Regions from separate parts of the Anas platyrhynchos genome. Here region 1 is linked to region 2. Evidence: chromatin contacts called from public Hi-C data. All regions are on one chromosome and are shown on one strand. Each heading gives the region's core, a stretch centred on a gene start, on an enhancer-like site or on the middle of the called end of the contact. The rest is flanking DNA. Distances are from core to core; before and after follow the strand shown.

What was found. Hi-C and Micro-C count contacts between places; a contact is called where the count stands out from the background.
Region 1: a Hi-C map of liver shows a contact between it and region 2, with 2.5 times the contacts expected there. The contact joins the promoter of AREG here to the enhancer-like site in region 2. A contact is called at or near these places in 2 of 8 Hi-C or Micro-C datasets (liver and skeletal muscle).

Annotation. Positions count from the first base shown.
Region 1 is chr4:49,895,605-49,898,304 of IASCAAS_PekinDuck_T2T, forward strand. It overlaps AREG (amphiregulin), which reads right to left and starts at 1,445. Exons shown (of 6, transcript XM_027457006.3): 1 at 1,265-1,445; 2 at 986-1,150. The coding sequence starts at 1,307.
Region 2 is chr4:49,861,041-49,863,777 of IASCAAS_PekinDuck_T2T, forward strand. The region is part of intron 1 of LOC106014940 (a long non-coding RNA gene); the gene reads right to left. Among named protein-coding and RNA genes, the nearest start is that of AREG, 35 kb to the right of the region's middle. Within about 2 kb of position 1,366, at least 1 of the 8 cell types and tissues checked has an H3K27ac peak or open chromatin away from gene starts, as enhancers often do.

The sequences.
Region 1 (2,700 bases), core at 195-2,694, 35 kb after region 2:
CTTCCTTCTTCAAGGAAGAGGCTGTTGGTTTGATCTACGTCCCCGTTTGCAAGCTGCATAGCCAAGAAAACCATCCACAGTTGAATCATAACAGCTTGAAGACTCCCTCCACAGATAAACCTCATGCCAAGTAGCAGAGCTTGTCTACAAACCAACCACCTTTGGTAACAAATCTGGTTTCTGTGCAGTTAGACAACACAGAAGTCACGGAGCCAGTAGTTTTACTGGCTAAACTGCTCACTAACTCTGACATTCCTGTTCCCCCTGAAGGTCTTGCAGTCACAGAAAGCTTGAACAAGGGTCCACACGTTCCCGTACATAATATCTGGAACATGCTCCCCTGAGTCTCATTCAAGCGTCAGGGTGTTCCCTCAGGAAAAACAGCAGTTGGATCCCATCCTAGAAGGCAACAGCACCGATTACTATCCTGCACTGAATTGCTAATCACTCATAGGTATTCCTTTAGCCACAGCCTCCACAACTTGTCTCACAACTGCACTTAGATGAGAACCAAGAAGGTCCTCCTGTCCCCCCTGTTTCTGGTCTGGTGGGCTGCTCAAATGTCCTCATTGCTTCCAGGACTGTTTAAGTGTTGGCTAAAGGATGCCTAACAAGCACTTCTGCAGCCACATAGGGGGTTTGCGTTGGTTTCTCCTGCAAAACTTTAGTCAACTCCAAGTCAAGTAAGCATGAGAAGACACCCCGAAAAGCCTTCAAGGCAGGACAACCAGCCTCATCTCAACCCCTCTCCTGAGAGGGACAGCACCCAGCAGCCCTGCTGATGCTCCCACAGCAGCTAGACTGTCACTCCACCACAGTTTTCCTGTGAGGAAAATAGCACAGCGGCTCCCACACCCCTTAACTTCAACTCCCACTGCGCTCCCAAACCTGACACCCTATTTCTAACCCAGCAGGAGCACTCGGGACGAGAAGGGGCAGCACGGAGCAGGCGAAGCACAGCCGCGGGGAGGGACCGCCGCCTCACCTCGGATCAAGTCATCCACGATGTACTGGTGGACGGGCAGCGCCTCTTCACCCTCCTCCTCCTCCTCCTCGTAGTCGGGGCTGGGCACAGCCTCCCCCTGGCGGCCCTCAGCCTCCCTCGGGCCGGGCTGGGTGCCGTTGGCCGCTGAGGCGGCGGCGAGGCGGGCTGTGAGGAGAGACGGCGCCGTCAGGGGGGCGCGCAGCCCGCCAACCCCCCCAAACCGCCTCATAACGGCCCCAACCGCCGCCCGCGAGGCGCCCTCACCGCCCTCCCCCGCACCTGCAAGCGCGGCCAGCGCGACGAACAACGCCAGGGCGCGCATCGGGGATCGCGGCGGCGAAGGGAGTGTCGGAGGAGACGGCGGCGACAGGGGAAGCGTGGCGACAGGTGGAGTGTCGCGACAGCCGGCGGCGCGCAGCGCTCCATGAGGAGCCGCCCGCCGCCGCCGCCCCTTTTATAGGCGGCTCCGTGACGTCTCTGGGCGGGGCCACAGGTGACGGGAGGGAGCCGTGAGGGGAGGGGGGGGGGCGGCGCACGCGCACCTTCACAGAGTCACACAGAATTTCTAGGTTGGAAGAGACCTCAAGATCATTGAGTCCAACCTCTGACCTAACACTAACAGTCCCCACTAAACCATATCCCTAAGCTCTACATCTAAATGTCTTTTAAAGACCTCCAGGGATGGTGACTCCACCACTTCCCTGGGCAGCCTGTTCCAGTGCCTCACAACCCTTTCAGTAAAGAAGGTTCTCCAGGCTGAACAAGCCCAGCTCCCTCAGCCGCTCCTCGTAGGACCTTGCTGAGCGCGCTCGGGGGGCTCGCGCCCGCCGTTAACGGTCGCTCCCCCCCCCAACGGTCGCGCTCCCGCCTCAACGGTCGCCCTGCGGGGAGCCCCCTCAGGGGGTCGGCGGCTCCCCCCCCCCCGGGCTCCGCGTCCCCCCCTCCCGATGCCGTGAGGCGGAGCGGGGTTGCCATGGCGAGCCCCGTACACACACACAGCGCGGCACGTTTATGGCGGGGCACGCCTCCGCTCTTTGCTCTGCCCCCCGCGCCTCGGAGGAAGCGGGTTGGCGTGTTTTGGGGGGCAGTAAAGGCGGTGATGGCCCTGCGTGTGGGGCCGTGGGTGGTGTGCTCGGGGAGCAGGACGTAAGTAATGACTGACGGAGTTGGGGCAAGGAGGGGGGCAGCCAGCCAGCCAGGGTGGGCGCTCACTCCTGGTGAAGGGCGCCTTGCTCTCCCGTGTCCCACACCGGCTTGCTTTTAGGGGATGAACCCCAGGGGAACAGGTTGTAGCGCACTGGTGTAGGGTGGGAACGCAGAAAAGCCCTACAGGGGTGTGAGGACAGCAGGTGGATGCCTCTTGGTGTCGGTCAGCACCACAAAGGCTCAGCGTGGAGCATCAGAGGGGGATGTATGGCCCCCAGGAGCTGCGAGATGGGAGCTCTCTGCATCAGGTTCCTCCTCACGGGGTGTCGTAAGAGCATCCCCAGTACTCGGCTATAAGGAGGAAGCAGAAGAGGGTGGGATGGCCGTGAGAGTCAGACAAAGCTCTGCTCTTCTAATTGGGATGCTCTGGAATGCCATTTGCAGCTCAGGGAGCTGCCAGAGCCTTTGTTTAACCTAGCTGGGATCAAAGTTGCTCGGTTATTAAGTCTTCTCCCCTCTTCTCTGCAGGCCAAAGGAGGACACACAGCTCCTGGGGCTCTGTTTGGCTC
Region 2 (2,737 bases), core at 116-2,615:
GTGGTACATAGTTTGGGAACTACTACACAAACACTCAAAAATACTGCAGTTTCACATTGGTGGCATTGACTCTTCCTTGCTCTCACTCCCCATCGCTCTCCTCTGGGTTTGTGGGGATGAACTCGTTTTAGTAAGCGATAAGGCAGTGAGAGAAGGGCATAGGGAGATCGGTTGCCCCAGGGAAAAACTCTAAACCCTACAGATAGAAAGAGAAGGAAGCAGCATGCCAGAAAACAAGAAGATCTTTTAATACCCCTGAGTGTTTTGTCCAAGGCAATGGACAGCAGGAGGAAGGATGGGGTAGGGGAAAGCTTTGAGCCACAAACCCCATGCAAGTGATTTGTGAAGGACCAGTTGCAGTGCATTCATAATGCACTTGCCTGTTAGGTCTGAATAGCTTGATGCAGCAGACAAGCCTCATCAGGGAGCTGAATAACTTGCAATTTCACTCTGATGCTGAAAGGCAAGTTTGCACTGAGAGCATTTGCAAGAGGTTTCTGCTGTGGCTGTAAGGGTAACAGAGGGCAAGAGCTGCACCCCTGCAGCATTAGGTGCAGCTCGGTCACTTGGCTGCTGTGGCCAGAAGCTCCTACCATCTGAAGAGAAAATGTTACGATTTTTTTTGCCTTGGGAGGCAGGTGATTAAATGTGTGCCACTGGATGAAAGGCAGGGGATGCAGTACCAGGCTGGCTGTGCTGGGGCGCTGCTTCCCAGCAGAAACTCTGATGGTCCGAGGAAAAGGCATCTGTGCCTCCTTTCCTGTGCGAAGGAAAGCTGCCCGAGGGGCGCAAGGTTCCTGTGGTGCCTCTGAACTGAGGGTGAGCCTGGTGAGCCAGAGTGCTGGGAGGGGAGTAGAGAATGCTTTTACTTTGCATTTCATGAACAATCAAACACACTAAAATGATTAATTTCTTCACAAAAGGTGAGTGCTCAGGTCTGCAGTACAAGACAGCTGTTTTTTTTTCTTTTCTTTTTTTTTTTTTTTTTTTTTTTTCCCCAATGGGAGGACAACAAAGACTTTTCCCCAAGCAAGCATACACTGAGCAATGCCAGAGTACAAACTGATCTCTTGTTCTCTTCATTTCTAAGTCATAACGGATGTAACAGTGGATATCAAAGAAGTTTTACAGGTAATCTGACTACTGTGCATCCAGCACCAGTGGCTTGGTATCTGATTTCACAGGCCATAAATAATTGTGCATTTTCGGTGGAAAACCTACACATAGAGGTGACAAGTTACTTTGGTTTTGGTTTCTAAAGGATTTGTGGTTGAGCCTATTTCCTGACATTGATGGCCAGGCCTTACCTTCCTGCTCTTCAGGAGCCAGCTGGGCAGTACTCGGGCACAAAGAGATGTTTAGCAAATAATTGCACAAGGTCATTCGGTGCAACTTGTGAAATCCTGGTTTGGGGAAGTTTTCAGTGTGAGGCAGTTCGTATTCAATTGGTTTTCAATAGTGAAATCCCTTCAACTTGTGGACTGTAGAGCACTTCCAGAAGCAACAGAGGGAAACTGACCCTTAAGGAATGTTTGGAAAGGCTGCAAGAGCAAATTTCAGCCAACCTTGTCCCACTTTCCAGCTTGTAAGACCACTCATACAGAGCTGTGCCTGAGTCAGGAGAAGCAGTGACCAAGCAAACCTTCTTCTTATCCTGTACAGAGCAACATGATTGAGTAATGGAGGGCTTGCACAGTGTAGAGGAGGTAGCAAGGCTGATGCTGCTCTGTAGCAGCTGGCTTCCTTTTCTGCATTCCTGTTGGCCCTACAGCTTGACCAGTGCATCCTACCTCTTTTACCCTCCTTTAGCTACAACGGATGCAAAAAGATGTTGCTAGCAGAAGTCTAGTGGATCTTGATGCAACTAAATAAGCATGGGGCACTCAAGCTTCAGGTCCTGTTTCCTCTCATGCCTAAACAAAGATTACAGATCTTTGTTTAATCATTCCCTGGATGAAAACACACTGTAGCAATTATCCCTCTCAGCTCACTGAGTGCCTCTCCCTCCATGTCCAGCCGAAGAGAAATACCTGCTCTGGCTCCTTTGACACCGTGCAGGTGCTGAGAGTTGCAACACGCCTCAGAAGGCAGCACTGGACAGCTGGGCTCCCCTGATCGCATGGTTGCACCACAGAGAAGAGCAGCAGATGACATGAAGGAAGGGGGACTGCGACCCGGCAGGTCAGCAGCTCCATCACTCTGAGAGATGTCTCTGGGAGAAATGAATCACTTGAGGTCTGAAACCAGCAGAACGGGACTGGAAGCAGTACTTTATCTCAGGCAGGTGCCTAGACCAACAGGCTGTAAATTGGAGCATTTTCTGTCTCTCTTGGACTTCTCTGCCAGAGCTGCTCTTTGCCAATAAGGATTTAGTGGTCTGTTTTACCTTTCTGACCCCACAGTCCAGCAGAGCTGTCATGAGCTAGACTGCTGTCAGAGCCAGCACAGATCTTGCTCACAAAGCGACAGGAACAACCTGCTCCTTGCACAATGGCAGCACCCCCAGAGTAGGCCTCCTGTCTCAGTATCTTTTGATCTAGAAGTTTCCCTTCACTAATATAAAGAATTTGAGCTGAGGGTAAGAATTCAGATGTGTGTGGCCCAGGTCTGAGGGAAAACGGTACAGCGGATGCCCTAGGGAATGACCCCGAGCATCTCTCAGATCTTACAGAGCTGACGAAACCAAAGCAGAAGCATGTCAGTGGAAATGCAGAGCCTGCATTTCGTATGTTTGTAA